Regions from separate parts of the Mus musculus genome. Here regions 2, 3, 4 and 5 are each linked to region 1. Evidence: chromatin contacts called from public Hi-C and Micro-C data. All regions are on one chromosome and are shown on one strand. The core of a region is the stretch at or near the end of the contact, and the rest is flanking DNA. Distances in the headings are between cores, read along the strand shown. Region 1 has its middle 20 kb from the start of Gm36827. Region 2 holds the start of Msl3l2 (MSL3 like 2). Region 3 holds the start of Tbc1d32 (TBC1 domain family, member 32). Region 4 overlaps Gm36595 (predicted gene, 36595). Region 5 has its middle 55 kb from the start of Gm36595.

Region 1 (4,461 bases), core at 1,445-3,944:
AGTACCCCTATCCTGGGTCATCAAGCCTCCAAGGGGCTCCCCTACCAGTGATGCCAGATAAGGCAATCCCCTGCTACATATCCACCTAGAGCCATGGGTACTCTCTGTGTACTCTTTGGTTGGTGGTTTAGTCCCTGGTAGCTTTGGGGGGTCTGGTTGGGTGATATTATTATTCTTCCTATGAGGTTGCAAACCCCTTCAGCTCCTACAGTGTTTTCTCTAACTTCCCCTTGGGGTCCCTGCACTCAGTCCAATGTTTGGCTGTGTACATCTTTATCTTTATTGGTGTGACTTGATTTCTATTCTTACAAGTAGCCTATAGTAAAAGTTTTGGTGCAGAGCTTTGATATCATTCATGCAATAGAGAGAAAGAAAGCAGAAAGAGGGGGAAACATGTTCATACTGTATTATCTCTGGATTCTTTTGTCATTTTCAAATGAGCCTAATCTTAATGACTGTAAGACTTCTGACAATGTTCTTTAAAACAACATAAGCCGACCATGGTGGCACACACCTTTAATCCCAGCACTCGGGAGGCAGAGGCAGGTAGATTTCTGAGTTCGAGGCCAGCCTGGTCTACAAAGTGAGTTCCAGGACAGCCAGGGCTATACAGAGAAACCCTGTCTCGAAAAACCAAAAAATAAAAAAATAAAAAATAACAACAACAACAAAAATCCACAACATAAAACAAAACAAAACACCTGTAATAGCATGGATTCCAAATTGAGCACAAAAATCCATTCTGAGCTTGGAAAACGAATTAGAATCATGATTCCAATTCTTCTTCTGATCAAATGTTAAAATGAGAAGAGATCACCAAATAAGAGAGTAGGCAGATGCTGAGTCTGAATTATTTTGAAATCCTAAACAAACCCCACTACAGAGGCCCAGAGCCAGGTTCCATGTGCTATTCCACATGCTCTGTGGGTCTGTGACTTGCTCCAGCAGCTGTTGTCAGCATTTCTCAGGTCTGTCCTGAGCTATCACCAAGAGGCATCTCTGTGAAGACTTGCCTTCTGCCTCCACCATATGTCCTTGTCTAATCCCAGAGTAAGTTTCAGTGTTACTAACAACCCTCAGGACAGTGTCCTGTGAAGAAAGCGCACCCCTCCAGTGCTTGCGTTGCTATGGTCATTGACATCATTAGTTCTGTAGATTCCTGGCTCTTTGGAAGCCTTTGGTTTGAGAAATGGAAGGAGGTGGTTGTATGCAGACTGAGATCGTGTGCATTTGAATGGTCGCATTGCTGTCAAACTTGCCTTCTGTGCTGCTGTTTTCTTCTTCTCCTCCTTTTCCTTCTTCTCCTCCTCCTCCTCTTTCTCCCCCTCCTCTTCTTCCTCCCCCCTCCTCCCTTTTCCTCCTCCTCCTTCTTTTTCTTCTTCTTCTCCTTCTTTTTCTTCTGTGTTTCAAAGATTGGTAATATTGTACATCTTGAGTATTATTCTCAGAAACCCTCCCGAATATGATTCATCTGGCTGATAGATTACTTTCATTTCCTAATTTGATATATATTATATAATTTGAGAATGTGCCTCATACAGTTTCAAGAGCTTCAATGCAACAACGGAAACAAACATCTGGACCCATTTTATCAACTTGCTCATTCCTATCTTAAATGAGAAAATAGTATATTTTTAATTGAAAATATATTTTTTCATAAAATATATTCTATTATAGTTCCTCCTCTCTCAGCTCCTCCCAGATCCTCCCTATCTCCCTATACACAAAATCAACATCCTTTCTTGCTCTCTCTCTCTCTCTCTCTCTCTCTCTCTCTCTCTCTCTCTCTCTTAAAGGAGAAGGTAGCATATTCTTTTACAAATATTCCATCCCACAGATATTGGTTACATCCATTTATAGAATCAGAAGCTTATAGGAAAACAGCATGAATGCCACAACCATGGAACTGTTCAGTGTAATATCTGCATGCAGCCTATAACAACAATAACAGTAACAACACTCTCCTGATTTGGGTGCAAATAGAAACCAAATGGGGCTTAATTCTCATTAATCAAAGTATAGGGAGATTTTCACTGCATTATCCATCCTTACTTCAGCCTAACTCTCATAAATTTGTAAGTGACTGATTATTGACACCATACAACTTGCAACACAATAGATGGAATTATTGATAATGCCTATGTAGGAACACATGGGACTGACCTAAATATTTCCAAGCTTTATAGTATTAAAGGGGGAGAAATAAAATAGCCTTGGCTCATTTTCCTTTCATTCTCCGACTTGACAGTCCACGTGAGCATTTTCCTTCTCCCCAGACTGTCCGTCATTGGGCAGTGTGCTTTGCTCTACGGACCTCACACCTTTTCATCCCTCATCCCCATCTAGCTTTTACTCCGAGGCTCTAGAACTCTGAAGACTTGTTTACACTTCTAAAGTGTGACATTTCCTTCCATTCAGGGGAATTCAGTTCAAAGTGGTACTCTCTACAAAAAACCACAGAGTCGAAATTACGATCAAATGATCCGTTTTCTTGGACCTCAATCTCTTCTTGTACTAAAAAGAAAAAAAAAAAGTCTTGACAATCAAAACAGACGGCACCTGTCCTGCTTGTAGCTTCGAATAAGCACGTGTAAAATGTGACTTCCGTAGACTGTGACAAATGGCCTATCACAGATCAAATTACTGTCCTAGAATATTTACCGCTTCAGTAGCATGAGTTGGTCAGTAGATGGCACTGTTTGTTACATTAAAAAAGAATCGCTGCCGCCTGAGACATCACCTGATCAGGATAAGGAAGGGTAGGAGGGGAGGCGACCCTGCTCTCACAACAGAAACTGCGTTGATTTCTTAGAGGTTAAAGTGACCTTGAAAAGGATCCCAGCACATCTCTCTGGTTTTTCAAAAGGAAAGTTCTATTTTGGATATTCTCAGAGGGGTGGATATTTTTAACGCACTTCATTTACCCCTTTCAAACGGGAGCTACTCAAAAAATTCTGTATCCGAATCACATCTTTTTTCAGTGTTCTTGTCTTCAGTCCTGAGGTGAATATAGAACACTTCTTTACGGTTTCTTCCTGAAAACTCTGCCGAGGTCTTGAGGGAGGTTCACTAGTATCCGACATAAGCCTTTTGTGCTTCCTTGGTCCCTCTAGTCTGTTTCTCAGACTGTACATCAAATCTGCTCCCTCTTGAATTCTAATATGCCATTCAGTCAGGCCCACTATACAGCATAGTATCTGGATGTATACCTTATTATTAGATAATAAAGATATGTGAATGTTGACAGGACACAGAAGATATTCAGGGTATTTTTATTGGCCCCAAAGATTTCCAATCTTTAGAGAAATTGATCTATCAAAATGAACGGAAATAACGTAACTACAGAGTACAAAATATTGACTTCAACCATTTTAAACCAACTGTCTCTTTTCATCTGATTCTTATTTTTCTATGTTTTCTTTTTCTTTTAATATTTTTATTAGGTATTTTCCTCATTTACATTTCCAATGCTATCCCAAAAGCCCCCCCCCACTCCCCTACCCACCCACTCCCCCTTTTTGGCCCTGGCGTTCCCCTGTACTGGGGCATATAAAGTTTGCATGTCCAATGGGCCTCTCTTTCCAGTGATGGCCGACTAGGCCATCTTTTGATACATATGCAGCTAGAGTCAAGAGCTCCAGGATACTGGTTAGTTCATATTGTTGTTCCACGTATAGGGTTGCAGATCCCTTTAGCTCCTTGGGTACTTTCTCTAGCTCCTCCATTGGGGGCCCTGTGATCCATCCAATAGCTGACTGTGAGCATCCACTTCTGTGTTTTCTATGTTTTCAATGTAAGAATTTAAAGTATTTTCAAGTAAACATTCAAACTAATTTGATATATATATATATATATATATATATATATGTAAATATATATACTGGATCATAAGATATCATCCATTTTTTTAAGCGCTGGTGTTTTCTCTGCTACATTTTAAATCTCACAGAAGCATGTAACTTTTTATATGGCATCGACCACAAGAGTTTCACAGTACATACTTGATAATGCTATACAATGGATGCTTACTAAGCATTAGTTGAATGATTTAACAAATTGTTCCATTTAAGCTAACTATCATCCAGAGCATTGCCAGCTACTTTCAAGATATAGTTTTATTAACTGTCACATCACCATTAAGTTCCTGTATTAAGTCTTTACTACACTGTGCCAAGTCTATAATTTTCCTTTGACAAAGTAAAAACAAGCCTTGAAAAATTAATTCTTCAAATTATGAGTGTATATAGTGCAGCAAATTATTCTGTATAATTTTTCTGAGCAAAATATTGTTATAAACATTTCCATTGTATTTTCTTACAATTAAACTTTAGTTATTTTAATTCATTTGGAAATATTTAGGGTTTAATTTTAAGGATTTTTTCTCTTTATTGAGTTTGCATTATTTGTACTGTTGCTGTTTAGGCTGCCACTTTAACTTTGCTAGTGATTATTTTTATTCAT
Region 2 (4,461 bases), core at 565-3,064, 890 kb after region 1:
CACTCTGGAAGCAAAGTGATGGAGACTCTATTCAGTTCCTGTCTACTTTTTTAGGTAGTGTTGGAATCTAATCTAAGGAACCGCACAGTCTACATTTCAGGTGGGTTTTCCCACCCAAGCCAGTCTCAAAAATCCTTTATAGACCCGTCCAGAAGTTTGTCTCCTATGTGTTTTTGGAACCTGTTGCATTCATAGTCAACTTAACTACCATAGCATAGCTACTGTCCTATTTCCTGGATCCCTCTGTTGCTTTGATGGAGCCATTTTCTAGATAAGAAAGGCCCTAAAGATAAATGCATTAGCACTTTAGTGGGGTGGTAGGGGAGCACTCATACATAACTTTTTGGATTTACAAGAGTATAGGAATACTAAAGATTAGAGACCTCTCAACAAGAAGCTGCATTGAAATCAGTTCAATCCTTGTTAGTTTGTCTTCAGAGTCCCTGAAGCCTCTACCTCAGCCTGGCAGCTGTGGACTTCCACAGTTTGGCAAGCTCACTTTTGAGAAATACTGAGGTAAGGATTCTCAAAACTATAGAGTGATTTCTTTTCCCTCCCATATTTATTTTTTCTAGAATTCCTAAAATCACTTCTTTGCTTAGTTTTTTCAAATGGGGTCTGGAAATAATTTGTATCAAGAGTATTGTCACAAAGATATAGTATCTTTAATAGTAATGTCTAATATTTACAGTAATTCTTGTCAGGCATCACCAAGTACTTTAGCTTTAGTCTTGTAAGCCTGAGAGAACTAAAATCCTCCAATGAAACACTGTCTCACCTACAGTTTAAGTAAGTAGTTTATCAAAAAGTCTTTAACTGTTGTCCCATAGCTGGTGAATTCCAGTTTTTCCCAAGTTCACTTGTAATCTCTTCCTATATGTAAACATGTAGTCTAAATCACAAAATCAGTAAGTACCTTAGATGAGAAAGGAAGTACAGATGGCAAAAAAATCTAATGATTATTATAGAGTTTATACTTTACAGAGACAAGCATGCCTGGTACAATTATCTATCATTATTATTACTACTACTACTATTATTGGTTAAGATTTGTTTGTTTATTTATTTCATTCACACCAGAAGAGAGAATCAAATTATATTACAGATGGTTGTGAGCCACCATGTGGTTGCTGGGAACTGAACTCCGGACCTCTGGAAGAGCAGCCAGTGCTCTTAACCACTGAGCCATCTCTCCAGCCCAGCTGGAAAATTCTCCCGTCTACTGTGAAGTTTGAACTGGTATCTTTAACTTCCCTACATTATATCTACTTTTGTTTCCTATTCAGTCTCAGCTGCTTATAGGCTTCTGTGTCTAAGGCTGTATTTTGTGGGGTTTGAGCCCCCCACTATGCTGCATTAATCTTGTGTTGGTTTTGGGTGCTAGATGGGTGTTCTCAGGACTTGCTAAGGGGGTTCTCTAGACCCTAGCTTACTCTTGGTGGCATAGTTCCCTATAGCCAACAATTCCCTTATTGTTCAGTGCTATGAGATGTGGAAATGTGGCAAAATACCTCTAACATATGCCTCTAGAATACCTCTCCAGACACTTTGTCCCATGAGACGTATTTAGAGAACCACAGTCTATGTCTGCTTAGCCCAGAGAGGGCATTGACAACTAATTATGGGATGGAAATCCAGAATCCAGTGCTGGTCAGTGGGGTCAGGGAAGCTCAAAAGCAGCTGCATCTCTGAAAAGCTTACCTCATCAAGGTGGGGATTCAGGAAAACTGCAACCGAACTGCTCGCTGTGGGAATCCTAGCCAACCGTGCAATCCTTTCTCACCCCGCAGTTTTCGACTGCTTTTGAAGCCCAGGAGGAGAGGGGGTGGGGACCTTGAGAATCTTGCTAGTTTCAGTTTTCACCGGATTTGTCTGGTTTACTTCCCGACTCTCTAGCGCCCCCTCCCTCCAGGAGAAGATGTTTCAACTTGGAGGAAATGGCTACAGCCCAACGGGTGGCACTGCCTCCAGAGACTAGGGCCCTCCCACATCAAACATCAATCAAGAGAATGCTTGACAGGCTTGTCCTTTGGCTAATCCGCTGAAGACATTTTCACAATTAGGGGTTTCCTCCTCCAAAATGGCTATAGTTGATACTGAGTTGACGCTAGCCAACACAGCAGCAGGAAGGACAGTGGTCTTCGTAGGCCCTGCTTCCAGCCTTTAAGACCCGAGCCCCCCCACCCCCACCCACCCACCCACACACTTTTTCCCACAGCTCCAGGCTTCTAGGCGATCTGCAGTTCCTGACAGGCAGACTTACTGCGATGCTCTCTCAGATGATGCGTCTACATCCCAAGACGTATTTGAGCTATAAACACTTCCCAGAACTATAACACGAGTATCCTGCATCTACTGAGTGCAAACCTGTTTCATTTAAATCCTTCGTGGTGATCTATTTTTACGTTGCTTCATCCCGTTTAAAGGCTGGTAATACCGAGTTTACAGAGTACTTCATATGTATCCTCTCTGCTGTCTGCTCCCTCGCTTCTTGAAGACAGCGGGGGCAAGAGAGAACCTGTCAGAAATAGAAGTGAATCTTCAATTATTCGGGCACGTTACACTCAGCTATCAAAGAAAGTGGCACTTTTGTAAAATAAGGTTAAACTGACCCAAAGAACACAGTAAATTTTATGAACATATGAATTATATGTGCAGCGTAATCTCTAGTTTATGTGAAATTTTCTCTAGCTACAGAAGAAAAAAATGACTAAGTCTGGCTTATAGATGGTATTATGTGCTACACCTGCAGTTACTGATCTTTTGACCATGGATATCTAAAAGAGGGGATTTTAAAGTACACTGTCTACTTATTTGCTTTGTCTGGAAAGATAAGCATTTAGGTATTGATTTTTATAGCTTTATGGGCCTTGACTGATGAGTAGAAATAACGGCCAGGGGCTCAGGAAACAATCATCAGGAGATTTATTTTAGAAGATGGTTGAACAGAGCACTTCTCACTCTACTAGGAATCAGTGTATAATCAATGAGCACACAGGGGGATCTGATTAAATGAAATGGGTCACAGAACAGAACAAAAACCGTCATGAATCCAGAAAGGAACTGGTAGGGATACAGAAGGGTTGATAGAGAAGAGAGGGAGATAAGAAGGAATATTGGAGAGCTAGCTAGTAATTGCTTTATATCATATGCCCATACGATATTGTCATATAACAAAGTAAATGAAAAATATAAGGAGAAGACCAATAGAAAAGAGTAAATAAAGAGTTCTCTAAGAATAACCCTAGTTTTCTTGATGTCCTCACCTTATTTATTGGTGAGTTTTATGAAGCTGTTTGAAGTGTACCATGTGCTTTGCTGTATTTTACCTCCATACCTTCATATTTCTTCCTCTTCCCTCTCCTTCTAGTTGCCTTCCTTCATTCAGATTGTCTCATTGTCACATGCACACACAGGAAAGGGGGAGGGGGAAGGGGAATCTAAATAGAATCTAGGAACCACATGTAAGAAAACATTTTATACATTGTTTTTTTTTGGGTCTAGCTCATTTTGCTTAACATGATCTCTAGTTGATTCCATCTTCTTTCAAATGATGTAAATTCTTTGTTATGATGGCTGATTAAACCTCCACATTGTGTACTCATGCCACATGTTTGTCTCCTTGTGCATTTGTTTGCATGTGCCTATGCTGGCCTCATGACTTGAATGTTGTGAATGCTGCTGTCACTGCAGATGGGCAGGTATTGCTGTGGCTTGCTGAAGTTGAGTATGTTCCCTGGAGTAGGGCATCTAGATTTTGTGATGCTGTCTTTGCAGTTTTGTGAAGAACGTCCACACTGATTGCTGTACTGTCGGAATAATTTGTATTCCCACCAGCCAGGAATGAGTCCCCCCTTTTGTTCTCTGTGCCTTCAACATCCTTTACTCTTACTTAATTTCTGAACAACAGCAATCAGATTCATAGAATATTAATGCACTTTTGATTTACATTCCCCTGATGGCTAAGGATGTTGAATATTTCTTTATGACCTTTTTTTTTTAAGGAGTCTCAGGTTGTCTAGGCAGGACTGTCACTCCTGTAGTTGAGGGTGTCCTTGAACTGATCCTCCTGCGTCCATCTCCCAAGTTCTGGATTATGCCTGGTTGATGTGTAGCTGGAGGTCAAATTGAGGCAGGCACCCTACCAGCACAGATACAGCCCTGGCCTTTCTGTATTATTGGCTACTTTAAAAGCTTGTCATTTCATTTGCCTATTAATTTACTGGGTTGTTTGCTTTTTTTTTTTTTTTTTTTTTTAGTGTTGATTTTTTCAAGTTCTTATATATTTTATATATGATTTCTCTTGCAGATGTATAGCCACCAAAGATTTTGTACAGTTCTGTGGGTTATCAAGGAAACTTAGTTGTTTCCTTTTCTATGCAAAATCTGTTAAATTTTATGCAGTTTCATTTGTCAATGTTTGATATTGCTTTCTGTAGCTTTAGATTTTTTAAAACCTAC
Region 3 (4,461 bases), core at 1,228-3,727, 770 kb after region 1:
GTGTATGTCTTCTTTTAGGTTTGTTGAAGGATTACGTTCTCTTTCTAGGGAGTAGTTTCTCTCCTTGCGCTGGTATTTTCCCTTTATTATCCTTTGAAGGGCTGGGTTTGTGGAAAGATATTGTGTGAATTTGGTTTTGTCATGGAATACTTTGGTTTCTCCATCTATGGTAATTGAAAGTTTTGTTGGGTATAGTAGCCTGGGCTCTCATTTTTGTTCTTTTAGGGTCTGTATCACATCTGTCCAGGATCTTTTGGCTTTCATAGTCTCTGGTGAGAAGTCTGCTGTAATTCTAATATTTCTGCCTTTATATGTTACTTGACCCTTTTCCCTTACTGTTTTTTAATATTCTATCTTTATTTAGTTCATTTGTTGTTCTGATTATTATGTGTCAGGAGGAATTTCTTTTCTGGTCTAGTCTATTTAGAGTTCTGTAGGTTTCTTGTATGTTCATGGGAAACTCTTTCGGTTAAGGAAGTTTCTTTTTTATAATTTTGTTGAAGATATATACTGGCCCTTTAAGTTGATATATTCACAACTGGTTAATGTAGAGTCCTTGGTCTTAAATAGGACTTCTCTATGGTTTCCTGCTCAATGGCTCAGGGAATAACTTAGAAAATGGTGGCATAACAGCTGGAAGTTGGAGATTTCTTCAAGGCAGTGTCTTCTGGACACAGGATACTCACTGTTCTCAGGAGCTCACTGAAGCTGTTATTTGCATACAATCTGCTCAATATTTGACTTGTCTGATTTTGTCCTGCATGGGGCAGTTCATTAGGACCTATCCTTTACTGAGGGTTTATGAGTTGTAAATGGATGCTGAAGGGGGTGGTGTAATGGCTTCAATGGTGAAGCCATTAATACATTACCTATATTTCAGCAAACAATTCCTCTCCAAAGATCCTAATGCAAGCAACTGTGTGGATCAATAGGAAATTAAAAGACACCAAAACAGGAGGAAGTTTGCTGGCAGAAGGGTTTCTCCTTACCAAAGTATGACAAAGGGTATAGATAAGAAAAGGGAGATGCAACTCAGTATACACATGTATGAAATTGTCAAATATTAATTAAAAATACAAATTTTAATTTTATACTGAAAAGCAAACAATGACCTTATATTCTGAATAAATATATGGTGCAATTTCTGGAGAGAAATATTTGTTTTCCTAGAAAATTACTGAATCTGGCTAAACTGAGAAGTATATCTGATGAGGATAGAATATACAGCTGGATTTGGGAAGTTTATTGACGTCAAACCATTCATCAGTTGTTTGGCATCAGTAACTATTGGCATCTGAATATTGTGCATTTGTAAGCTCCCATACTATATATGTTGTTTCTTTTTAAACTTCTTACTGATTTATAAAAAAAAATCTTATGTTTCCACAAGTAACACCACCTTTTTTTTCTTTTAAAGAAATGCATTTTTGGATTTGTTTTTGAATTTCATATTTGTACAATGTATTAGATCATACTCACATGTACTCTTCCACTTCCACACTCCCTTCTTTTTAAAACGTTGATCTTAAAAATTATTTTATGTGTATAGTGTTTGCATGCCCGTATGTCTGTGAACCACAGATGAGTAGTGCCACAGAGGTCAGAAGAGGGCATCAGATCTCATGGAACTGGACTTACAGAAGGTTGTGAGTCACCATGTTGGTGCTGGAAATTGAACCTGGGTCCTCAGAAAAAGCAGCCAGTGCTCTTAACTACCAATCCAAACTCCCTAAACAAAACACAGAACTGACTTTTGCTGCCTATATCCTTTTGGATGTTGGGCCATCCTCTGGAGCATGGCCACATCCTTAGAGACCAATGACTCTTTAGATCCCAGAAGGCAGTTATCCATAGCTCTTTTTGCTAGGGATGAGTGTTCAAGGGCTACTTCCAGTCTGTCATGTGGCATTTCCTTAGTAAAATACATAACTACCCTGTAATGAATTGTTAAGTTTCTTTTCTGTTACAGCGTGCTATCCTCATTGGCAGGCAACAGTTGTTACGGTTGCTGTATGAACCTGGTTTTTCCACATTTCAATACCACCCAATCCCCAGTTGATATTTCAGTTTGGCTTCCTTTGCCCTGCTTTTACTAAAGGCCTCTTCTCTTTCGTCCCCTTCCTACTTCCTGCAGATCAAGGTCAGGATCAGTTCCACTCTCCTCCGGGATTAACCCCTCCCCTGGGCGCGTCAGCGAGCTGACGTCAGGCGCAGCCGAGGCGTTTCCCGTTAGGCCCTCCCAGCAGATCCTGAGGTGTTTGTTGTTCCGGTCGGGGGAGGCTTGAGCTCTGCCGGTACCAAGGAACGTCAATCATCCAACGTTAGCCTCAGCAAGTTCTCGGTGGTCTCTAAACCTACAGCCCAGTCTTCCAGCACATCGCCACTCAACCGCGGCCCCGCCCTTGGACTCGCGCTGTGGTTTCCTAGGGAACGACGCTGAGCGTCGGCGGCGATTGGGCTGGGTCGCGCGTGCGCAGTGCGCTTTGTTGGTGGCGACCCCGCGGTGGTTGCGGAGATTTGACTGCTGCAAGGCATGGCCCATTTCTCCAGCGAGGATGAGGTGATGCTGCAGGCGATGCTCCGGCAGCTGTTCCAGAGCGTGAAGGAGAAAATCACCGGAGCTCCCTCCTTGGAGTGCGCAGAGGAGATCCTCTTGCGGCTGGAGGAGACTGACGAAAATTTTCACAAGTAAAATCGAGTTTATAAGTTTTTAAGCAAACAAACCATTGGTCCAGGAAAGCTGAAAATGATTTGGATAGAGATTTATTTGGTATTTTTTTGCTAAAATAGCTGATTGTTGCTTCAGTTTTTTTTCTCTCAATTGTCCCTGTGCTGAATTTATCCTCTTTTTCCAAAGTGATTTTTGTAGAGCCTCATCTGCCTCTGTGTTCTCTTCTGTCACAGCAGCTTAAGAACATCAATTGTAAATTATTCTGTTCTTTAAAGAACAATCTTAACATTTAAGGGAATTCCTTTCACATTATCTAAAAGTAGTGACCCCCACCTCCTACCCCTCCCCGCCCCCAGGTCCTTATTTGTGGTTTTGTTGGTCTGTTACTTTCACTGCCTGTTGTAAGAAGCCACTCAACACTGGAAGGGCCTCCCACACTGAGGCAGGTCTGGGTGCCTGTGTAGGGGTAGGGCGCCTATACAAATGTCCTAGACCTACTGAAAGGGAGCAGGTTGTCCAGCTTTGAGGAGCATGGAGAGAGGAAGTGTTCGGTGCAAACTGAAGGACCTTTTTATAATCAAACTGCTCCTTAAACTTAAAGATCCTTAGGGCTCAACGCGTTTCTTTGGAGTTTGTTCATGTAGTGAATTAGGCCTCTCAGCTTCAAGGTCTTCCTCCAGGCGCACGCACGATTAGTTGTAGCCTTTTACAATCCAGTGTTTGTCTCTCACAGATACTTTTCCTGTGATGTTGCTTTTGACTTGGTCATTCAGGTGCTGGGAATGGAACCCAAGCCTCATGCCTGATAGGAGGCAGTTTCTGTTGCTTTTTATTGACTTTTGGATATCTCGAAGTTCAGTTTCTAGAAATGGGCATTAAGGGACCCTTCAGTCCTTTAATGTTCTCTGTAAAAGGTTATGTTTTACTTGCCGTTTTATGGTGGTGTTCTTTATAATTTGCTCAGATTCTCAAGGGAATTTAAAAAGATGTGCAAAGAGTCACTGTAGGGTTTCTAATTTAATAAGTCAGGATTTTTGAGACCTGCATGCTATGTTGCCCGGCAAGCCCAGGATAACCTGGAAATGACTATTGAACTTAAGTATCCCAAGTGGTGGGAGCATGTATCACCATGGCCCAGCTTGATTTTTTAAATTTATGATTATGCTTATGGTTTCCGTTGTTTTTGCTTATTCCCATATAAAATTGATGCTGATAAGAATGATCGGATGATACTCTTTTATTTAGACATATTTGTGTCAGTTTTGTTGTTGTTTTGTTTTCTTTTGGTTATAGGTTCATTATTTTAAAAGCACAATATAGACAATTTGGCACCTTCTCAAACAAAAGTGGATTTATTACATATCCATTTGTTTGTTTTTAATGACAGAATCTCACTATGTAGCTTTGATTGGCCTGAAACTTACTATGTAGACAAGGCTGGCCTCAAACTCCCAGAAGCATTTTGAAGTTAAAGATTATGTCCATTCTTTACTAAGACCCTGGTACAAATCAGTAGATTCTTCTTGAAACAAATGAAAATATTAAAAACATTAGTGTCTCTTTGGCAAGACTGTCACCAATGTCCATGGCATCCCCATATGTAAGTAACCCCATTGTTAGGCTGCTAGATGTTTATCACCAGGTCATATCTCACGGTTTATGCAGATGGACTCCTTTTCTGTGCATCCTTATCATTTACTTCCAACATAGGAAGTGTGCCATATTAGTTGTAAAAATAGTATGTTCTGTCATTTTTCCTTTGTATTTCATTCAGCAATATGACAGTCTTC
Region 4 (4,461 bases), core at 957-3,456, 530 kb after region 1:
ATTTCCATTTTAGTGATTCTGGGGATGGACCCCAAGGCCTTGGCTATGTTAGGCAAACACTTTGTAACTGGACAGCATCTCTGTGATGGTCATCTTGACAGGAATATCCATTGAAATATTTTTTCATAATTCTTATTTCTAGATCAGAAAGTGAAGAGTAGCAGATTGTCCTTGATCATCTCCATCTGATTTTTGGAGATAGGTTCTCTCAGTGAGTCCGGAACTCCCCGATGCAGTTGGATTACCTGAATAGAAAAACGCCAGGGAACTTCCTGTCTTATCATCCCTGAAATGTGATTACGGCTCAAACAGGAGCCTGGCTTTAGAGGCTAGACCTTGAACCCAGCCCCCCACCCCACCCCCATCCCATGCTTTTATAGCAAACTCTTTACCAATTAAGCCATTTCTTCTGCTCCCCTCTCCGTGTTATCACAAGTTTGCTATTCATCAACAAGTAGAACATACGGAATGATATCGTAGGCAACCCAAAGATGGCCAGCAGCAGAAGCAACAGTAGCTCGTCTTCCTTCTAGTCTCTGGGAAGGAGGTTACTGCTCTATGTGCAACCTCTGCAAAGTTAGTCTGTCCAAGAAGGCTTTTGTCCAGGTGAGACCCCGCTCAGCTTCCAGTCAGCTTGTCTAAATAGAAAGATAAGGAAATGAACCTCTCACAATGACAGATGGCAATTCTTACAAGCAGGAGTATTTCTCATCTGCCTCTGTCATCCCACTTGGAGAAGGCAGCCTCACTCTGGGTGTGAACGTGGAAAGGGAGACTATGACATGACTTGTCTAAACCCCTGTTTCATAAGATGGCACCACACTGGTTTAAACATGCTGGCTTCTAACAGCCTCCAGTTAACTTTGAAAAGTGGCACACGGGAACAAACTCCTCTTGTCTTCCATAGACATCTTTCCTCCGTTTTTATTTGCTTGTTTGTTTGTTTAAAAAGCATTGTTAGGCAGGAAATAGTAATATCTATGGATTCCCTAATGGATATTATTCTCAACAGTCAAGGTAATTGATATTTATATGGTATGTGCTCTGCATTGCTTTGGAAATGCCTTATCTAGTAATTTATTTCACTTCTGTTAATGTATGGATCGAGAAGCTAAGAGGATGTGAAGCTAAAGAGTTGGAATGCAACCAAACTTGTGGGCCTGATCATAACGGCAAAAATTCCAGTCACAGAAATATCTCTGTGGCCAAACTACTGTAAACTGTCTAGTATATTTAAAGGGGGAGGGGACAAAAACAAATAAAAACAAAGATATATAATTTTTGAGGCACAATTTTTCTCTCAATGTGTTTTCTCCCAAGGCTCTTTCATTACCATATTGCAAATTAGTAGCAAAACAGAATGGAAAAAACCCAGATGTTCAAATGATCTCCTCAGAAAGCTGTCTGCCTCTCGGAATAGCCTTCCTAAAACTGGGTATATTTTTTCAGAAATGACGGCTTTCCTTGCGAGGAGGAGAGTGCAGAACGGAAAGCCTGGAATTCCTGAGCAAGGCTCCAAAATGATCGTCTTTCCTTTTACAACTTTGTTTTGATACAACTTTGTTTTGAATTTTCCGGAGCGGTACCGGGAACGTTATGAGCAGCCTATCTCTGTTGTCCGGGTTTTACGCCTTTCCTTCTGTGTTAACCTGAAGCCGGATTTCAGCTAGCCTGTGTGCAGCCCCCGCTGAGCCAAAAATCCTAGACTGGAGATTCCAGGCTTGCTTCCTTCCATGTGGCATCCAGACTGCCAGCATTCTTGCTGATTCACGGGGACAGGCTAGAAGGTTGCAGGATAGTGACCCTGTTGGGACAAGACCCGGACTTTCTTTGTAACCCCCAGCTTTGTCTAAGCTCCACCAGGGCATTTAGACTCTCTCTCATCAGCTTCTTCATCTGCAAACTGAGAATCAGCCTGGTATTAGGCACTTAACTTTGTTTTCTTTGAGGAAGTGCTTTGAACATGAGAGAAGCTGCATTTATTTTGTTTAGCAACCAACCTAAATTACTGGGGTCAGAAACAAGACACACCGTGTATTTTGATGGCACTTCTTGATTTTCCTGCTCTGCCAATCCAACGCTTACACAGACCAGCTCATCCCAGCCTGTTGCTGATCACTATCTCCCGTTTTCTTTACTTTCCGGATTTAAACTCAAAGCCTGTATGATTGAGCCAGCAAGCTAGGCTTTGAGGAATGTGTCATAGTTATGTCTCTAGGCAGACGGTTGGATCACACCCAGGAAAGCTGGCCTGACACTTCCACACATCCGACTTTAGGTCAGTTAAAAAGCTCAAAGTAACCAATATGACAACTGGAGAATTTGCAAAGCAAACTTTCTCAGTTTTAATGAGAAAAGTAAGAATTTGGTTAATTCCTGCACTATATTACCTTTTTACCAAGACCCAAGATAACAATTATATACTTATCAAATAAAGCATAAGCATGTTTGCTTCTTTTTTTAATTACATTTTATTTTTTGGTATATATATTTGAGTATATGTGTGTGAGTCCAGGAGATCATGCATGTCCAAGCTCCTGGAACTGGAGGTATATATGGTTATGAGCTGCTATGTTGTGCTGGGAACCCTAACCTGGTCTATTATAAGAGTAAGAAATACTTTTTACTGCTGAGTTATTTCTCTTGTTCACAAAGCTTAGTCAGCTCTAGTCTTAGTGATCTTTTGAGATCTGTTTGACACCAAATCACAGAAGATTCAAATTACCTATATTTAGTTCAAACTGTTTTGAATATGCTAAATAAAACACATGAAGTTTGTTGCTCATATCTTGTCACATTTTTACCGGGTACATAATATTTCAGCTGAGAATCAGAGCAGAAAATTGATTAAAAAAAATGTACTTGGGCCAGGCCTGGCAGCACAACCTTTAATGTCAGTACTTGGAAAATAGATCTCTGAGTTCAAAGCTACCTTTGTCTATATGCCAAGTTCCAAGCCAACCTCTGTTGCATAGTAAGATCCTGTCTCAAAACAAACAAACAAAAATGTACTTGAAGACATTGTGGTGGTTTATACCTGTGGCTCAGGCTCTCAGATCAACAATTGATAAATGGGTCCTCATGAAACTGCAAAGCTTTTGTAAAGCAAAGGACACTGTCACATAGGACAATTAGGCAACCCTCAGATTGGGGAAGGCTCTTCACCAACCCTACATCTGACAGAGGGCTAATATCCAAAATTTACAAGGAATTCAAGAAGTTATACACTAACAACCCAAATAACCCAGTTAAAAAATGGGGTACAGAACTAAACAGAATTCTCAACAGAGGAATATCCAATGGCTGAGAAGCACTTCCAGAAATGTTCAAAGTCCTTAGTCATCAAGGAAATGCAAATCAAAATAACTATGAGGTTCTATCTTATACCCATCAGAATGGCTAAGATCAAAAACTCAAGTGATAGCACTTGCTGGCAAGGATGTGGAGCAAGGGGAACACTCCTCCATTGTTGATGGGAGTACAAACTTGAACAAACACTCTGGAAAACAATTTGGCAGTTTCTCAGAAAACTGGGACTAATTCTACCTCAAGACCCAGCTATACCTCCTGGGTATATACATAAAAGATACCCCAACATCCCACAAGGACACTTGCTCAACTATGTTCACAGCAGCTTTATTTGTAATAGCCAGAAACTGGGAACAACCTAGATGTCCCTCAACTAAAGTAAAGATAAAGAAAATGTGGTACATCTGCACAATGGAATATTATTCAGCTACTAAAACCCAAGACATCATGAATTTTGCAGGCAAGTGGGTGGAACTTGAGAATATCATCCTGAGTGACGTAACCCAATCCCAAAAGGATGTGTGTGGTATGTACTCACTTTAGCCATAAAATACAGGCCACCCATACTACACTCCACAGACCCAAAGAAGCAAAACAAGAAAGAAGGTCTAAGTGAGAATGCTTGGATCTCACTTAGAAGAGGGAATAAAATAGTCATAAGAGGCAAGTGGATGGAGGGAACTGGGAAGGAGTGGAGATGGAGAGAGGAATGGGGGATTCAGGATCAGGTGTGGAGAAGGACAGGAAAAATGACTAGATGGCCATGAAAATGAATGGCAATCTACAACTGAAGTGAGTAAGGAGGTGTGTGGGGGTAGGGGGGGGATCTCCAAGATGAAACATGGCCTGGGACAAGGGAGGTGCCCAAGAAACAGCAGGGGTGATCTTAGCTGTGTCTTACTACATTGGAGATATGGAACCTGAAGAAGCTACCTCCTGTAGCCAGACAGGAACCCCAGTGGAATGATAGAGACACCAACCCAACCCACAAAACTTTCAACCCAAAATTATCCTGTCTACAAGTAATATGGGCACTGGGGAAGGAGCAAGACTGAGGGAACAACCGACCAGTAACCACAACTCAACTTGAGACCCATCCCATGGGCAAGCACCAATCCCTAACACTATTAATGATACTCTGTTATGTTTGCA
Region 5 (4,461 bases), core at 777-3,276, 510 kb after region 1:
CACGCCTTTAATCCCAGCACTTGGGAGGCAGTGGCAGGCCGATTTCTGAGTTCAAGGCCAGCCTGGTCTACAAAGTGAGTTCCAGGACAGCCAGGGCTATACATAGAAACCCTGTCTCGAAAAACCAAAAAAAAAAAAAAAACCAAGTATTGAAAGTAAAGTCAGCAGCCTACATACAAAATACCTGTTACTTGAATAACACTTTCATTTAAAAAAAAAAAATGTTTGATTCTCCTCTGCCTCAAAGTGAACAGCTAATCACATTTTGTTGTAAACAAAATGGTGAGATAGCTTAGATGGTAAAAGTACTTGCTGAGTAAGACTGGGTACATGAATTCAATAATTAGGATCTATGTAAAGGAGGAAGGATAAAACCAATGTGTAGCGGTTAGAATAAAAGTGGCCCATCTCCATATTTGAATTCATGGTACCCAGTTAGTGGAACTGTTTAGAAAGGGTTAGAAGATGAGCCCTTGCTGGAAGTGTGTTATTTAAGGGCAGATTTGGGGGATTCAGAAAACTCATGCCATTCCTACCTTCAGCCCCCTCTTTCTCTTTTTGCCTTGCACTTGTGGGTAGAGGTATGAGCTCTCAGACATTGCTCTGGCACAATGCCTGCCTTCCTGCCATCATGGTCTCAACCATGAGGTCCATGGACACTAACCCTCTGGAGCCATGAACCTCAAATTAAATTCTAGGCCTGAGCAAAAATGTACCTTATTTTTGAGACAGGGTCTCATGTTTCCCAGGGTAACCTCAAACTCATTACACAGTCAAGAATGTCTTGAACTGCAGATTCTGCCTCTGCCTGTTGAGTGCCAGGATTACAAACATGTCCCACTGTGCCTAGTTTGTGTGGTGCTGCTGATCAAACCGTAGGCCTTATGTGTACTAGACAAGCCTTCTACCAATGGAGCAATATCTTTAGTCCCCCCCACCCCGCCACCCCAAATATCCCCATTTTGAAAGGGAAAGAAGTCTTGGGATTTTATGGAATGGAGTATACAAGATCCATATGTATGGAGAGATGGCTCAGTGGTTAGGAGTTCTTACTGCTCTTGCAGAGGACCTGGGTTGAATTTCCAGTATCCACACAGCAGCTCAATGCTGTCTTTAACTCCACTTTCAGAAGATCTGATATCCTCGCCTAGCTTCCATGAGCAAGTGTGGCAAATATGAGGTACACATGCATATATGCAGTCAAACACACACAAAATAAAAGTCAGTTGTTTGAAAAGAACCGTCCCTGTTCCAAACCTGGCGAATTTCTTCTTCCCTCAGCCCATTGCTTTCCTTTGTTTGTTTGATTGTATTTTAAGAGAGTCTCATACTGTGGCTTAGTCTATTTGTGAACGCACCGTTAAGTCCAGGCTAGCCTCTAACTCAAAGCCTCCTCTGGATTTCAGGTGCTAGGGTTACAGGCATAGGCTACCTACCACACCCAAGAGTTCCTCTGCTAGGTATAGGGCCAAAGTGCTCTGTATATATTCTCTAGAGATCGGCTTGAAGCTCTAACTCCTGCATTGCTGTTAATAACAGTTAAAAGAGGGAATGCAAATGTCTGTTGAATACCTCCTCTATCTTCCAGGGCTCCATCTATTTCTCCTAGGACAGGATCACTGTCAGTTTCTGGATGTTTTCATGTGTGTGAGGGTTGCTTTTGTTATGTTAGCCTGAGGTAGTATTTCCTGTTTGTCTTTATTTGGAAGTTAAGCATCATTAAAAGATGTGAAAGGATGCTAGCCTGACAGAAGGTTAGACAGGAATAATAATGGTAATAATAATAGCTATTGTTATTATTATTATTTGTGTTATATCAGTTTGCCTAAGTAAGAGCTTCGGTTGTTGACCTCCCCACTTCTGTGTCATTCAGAGCTAATGTGAGCCATGAAAATAGTTTTCAAAAGGTTTAGAACACAGAAAAGAAGGTGCAAACATTCCTCAGGAAGTTGGTGCAGGAATGAGGCAGCCCCTCTAGCACTGCCTATCTGCTGACTCACAGTCGGTTGCCGGCAGAGTCAGAGTCGGGTGGGGCTGCAGCTGGGACCTCTTGGTGCTGTGAGTAGTGGAGCTCATGATTCACTTTCTCTGACTTCTGAGCCAAGTGCGGTTTGTTTTTTTTCCTTACCTCCTAGACATACAAGACACTAGTTTCTCTTGCGCAGTGTCCCCAGCCTAAGCGTTAGAGGCCTGGAGGCAGACAGACAGAAGTTCTGTTCCTTCATTGTGGTTTCCAGTCAAGCTTCAAAGACTCTGGGTTTTCCTTGAACCTCCCACTTCATACTCACCCAGCCCTCCTCACTGCCTCCCTTAAAAAATTCAGACTCCAGCACCAGGCAGAAAATCCAGTTCCCACTGTGTTGCTCTTTTGGGGTTGGTTAGTGGGTGCTAGGAATGGAACCTAGGTCCTTGATCTTTTGGGCAACGACTCTAGGGCTGAGCTGGATTACCAGCCAGGCCAGTGGTTGTTTTTGTTGTTTTGAAACAGTCAGTGTATATTCCAGGTTAATGTCAAATTTGCAACCTTCCTGACTTCACCTCCTGATTCCAGGTAAACTAGTTATTTTATAAACTCAAATCCCCACAATAAATCTTTTCTTTTGTATGTCTATGTTTTCCACAAATTCTGTGACTCTCATACTCCAGAATGAGGAAAGTCTGATTGCCAGCACTCCAGCTTTCCGAAATACGTACAGAGAGCCCTTTTAAAGGCTTCAACAAAGGTGGGCCAGGCTTCTTGGCTGGTTGGGTTGGGTAGGGGGTGTGGGAAAATGGAGGCAGGGGCATCAGGATATCTCATTAGTTTCGGCCGGTCTACACCCTGTCACAAAGGGTGCTGTAGCGTGGGCAGACACTGCGTAGCACAACTTTAATCCCAGCAAGCAGGCTGATTTCTGCTACTTAGAGGCCACCTTGCTCCACTTATCAAGTCCAAGGCCAGCCAGGGTTACATGATGAGACTCTGTTTCAAAAAACAAAAAGAAATAGAAAGAAATCAGGGGCAAACAAGACAAGGTCCTGGCCTTCAAATGTCTGACAAATTAATGAAAGTCTCACTGTTCTCAAGGATTCTTGACTTAAATTATATCATCTTGCCAATTGTCAATATGTTCTTGTAGTAATTTGAATATACAGCTCTTAGCTGAAGAAGTGTTGTTTGGACAGCAGGTAACCCCCCTACACACACACACATACACACACACACACACACACACACACACACACACACACACATACACACACACACATACACACACACACACACACACACACACACCCCTTTATACCTAACTCAGCAACCAGTATGTATCTTAAAACCTTCTAAAATATAAACATCACCTGAGGTTAACTTGTCATTATATGTTTTGTTCTTTAAAGATGTTTCAGAAAAACAACATCAACTCGTTTTAGGAAATGAGTCATTAGATTTCCAAGAACTGACAGGTACCATACAGGATATACCTCTGAGCCTGTATCAGAAAGGGAAAACTTGAGAGGTGTCAACGACGCAGCTGAAAATTCAACTGTAAGCTAAGTTTGGGCAAGGCAGATGGCTTGGCGTGACCAGGACAATGGTTCCACAGCATGGCAAGTGCTTCCCCATAGAAACAGATCCCAACATCTGGAGTGTTGGCAGAGATTGCCATGTGTGTTTGGACAACACTCACCAGACATACATGCCATGATGGTTATATCACTCCCCCAAACCCACATCAATGTTCATCTGTCTTGTATGATAGTTTCGCACCCTGTCTGGGTAATTGTCATTTTTAACACCTACGAGAAAAATCCCAGGCCTTCTCTGTACAATTCATATACCCCTGCCTAACTTGAATTTAATTAACGCTTGGAATTCATCCACTTCAATACAGTTTCGGTCTTTGCCAGCAAATTAAAACCGATCAACATACCTATTCAAAATTTCCACCCAGACAGAGAAGAAGTTTATAGGCTACAGATTACTAGGAATTACCATAAAAGTGACAAGCATCACACAGTTTTGTTCTTCAGTATAGAAACAAAATCAATATTTACCCCCTACACTTTTATTTTTCTTCTCTCTATATATATGTTCCTCGCGGGAAGTTGTATATTTTGATTTCTGGCCATAATCATCAGTTCTCTCCTCTCGAGGCTTATTTAAGTAGCTGCAAGATATCTGTTGATATTGTTTCTACTTGTGCTCAGTCCACAGTCACGAACACTGACGCTTCTGATGATTTCTTCCAGTGGATTCTAGATACCAAGACTCCGGCGTGTCTAGCAACTGATAGTGACACGAGACCAGCGCATGATTTGGTGAGGTATCAGGCAAGCTAGCAGACAAATAGAGGAGGGGCTGAAGGAGGAGGAAGAGGAGGAACAGGGGAGGGGGCTGCATCCAGAGTCACATTGTGACTTGGGTGCATGAAAGAGAAAGCAAAGTATTAAGTCTTCGATTTCTAAGTACTCAAAGGCTCT

What was found. A called contact is a pair of places that touch in the nucleus more often than the background predicts.
Region 2: a Hi-C map of muscle stem cells shows a contact between it and region 1, with 3 times the contacts expected there. The contact joins the promoter of Msl3l2 here to the enhancer-like site in region 1. A contact is called at or near these places in 2 of 39 promoter capture datasets (cranial neural crest and liver), 1 of 484 Hi-C or Micro-C datasets (muscle stem cells) and 2 of 115 datasets of contacts at active chromatin or transcription factors (embryonic stem cells and stem cell-derived neural progenitor cells).
Region 3: a Hi-C map of cardiomyocytes shows a contact between it and region 1, with 1.7 times the contacts expected there. The contact joins the promoter of Tbc1d32 here to the enhancer-like site in region 1. A contact is called at or near these places in 2 of 39 promoter capture datasets (both in liver), 2 of 484 Hi-C or Micro-C datasets (cardiomyocytes and uterus) and 2 of 115 datasets of contacts at active chromatin or transcription factors (embryonic forebrain and fibro-adipogenic progenitors).
Region 4: a contact with region 1 is called in a Hi-C map of cardiomyocytes, with 2.1 times the contacts expected there. The contact joins two enhancer-like sites. A contact is called at or near these places in 9 of 484 Hi-C or Micro-C datasets (LSK cells, bone marrow-derived macrophages, cardiomyocytes and 4 more).
Region 5: a contact with region 1 is called in a Micro-C map of granulosa cells, with 7 times the contacts expected there. The contact joins two enhancer-like sites. A contact is called at or near these places in 1 of 15 datasets of contacts at CTCF or cohesin (pro-B cells), 10 of 484 Hi-C or Micro-C datasets (LSK cells, Th1 cells, bone marrow-derived macrophages and 7 more) and 3 of 115 datasets of contacts at active chromatin or transcription factors (embryonic fibroblasts, fibro-adipogenic progenitors and trophoblast stem cells).

The regions. Positions count from the first base shown.
Region 1 is chr10:56,999,759-57,004,219 of GRCm38.p6, reverse strand. No RefSeq gene overlaps it. Among named protein-coding and RNA genes, the nearest start is that of Gm36827, 20 kb to the right of the region's middle. Within about 2 kb of position 2,694, at least 29 of the 459 cell types and tissues checked have an H3K27ac peak or open chromatin away from gene starts, as enhancers often do. A contact at or near this core is called in cardiomyocytes and granulosa cells, where this site is marked.
Region 2 is chr10:56,104,270-56,108,730 of GRCm38.p6, reverse strand. Msl3l2 (MSL3 like 2) reads right to left here and starts at 1,814. Exons shown (of 2, transcript NM_001163833.1): 1 at 1,702-1,814. The region is part of intron 22 of Tbc1d32 (TBC1 domain family, member 32); the gene reads left to right.
Region 3 is chr10:56,226,705-56,231,165 of GRCm38.p6, reverse strand. It overlaps Tbc1d32 (TBC1 domain family, member 32), which reads left to right and starts at 2,477. Exons shown (of 33, transcript NM_001033385.3): 1 at 2,477-2,688. The coding sequence starts at 2,534.
Region 4 is chr10:56,466,451-56,470,911 of GRCm38.p6, reverse strand. The region is part of intron 4 of Gm36595 (predicted gene, 36595); the gene reads right to left. Among named protein-coding and RNA genes, the nearest start is that of Gm36595, 37 kb to the right of the region's middle. Within about 2 kb of position 2,206, at least 107 of the 459 cell types and tissues checked have an H3K27ac peak or open chromatin away from gene starts, as enhancers often do. A contact at or near this core is called in cardiomyocytes, where this site is marked.
Region 5 is chr10:56,484,371-56,488,831 of GRCm38.p6, reverse strand. No RefSeq gene overlaps it. Among named protein-coding and RNA genes, the nearest start is that of Gm36595, 55 kb to the right of the region's middle. Within about 2 kb of position 2,026, at least 136 of the 459 cell types and tissues checked have an H3K27ac peak or open chromatin away from gene starts, as enhancers often do. A contact at or near this core is called in granulosa cells, where this site is marked.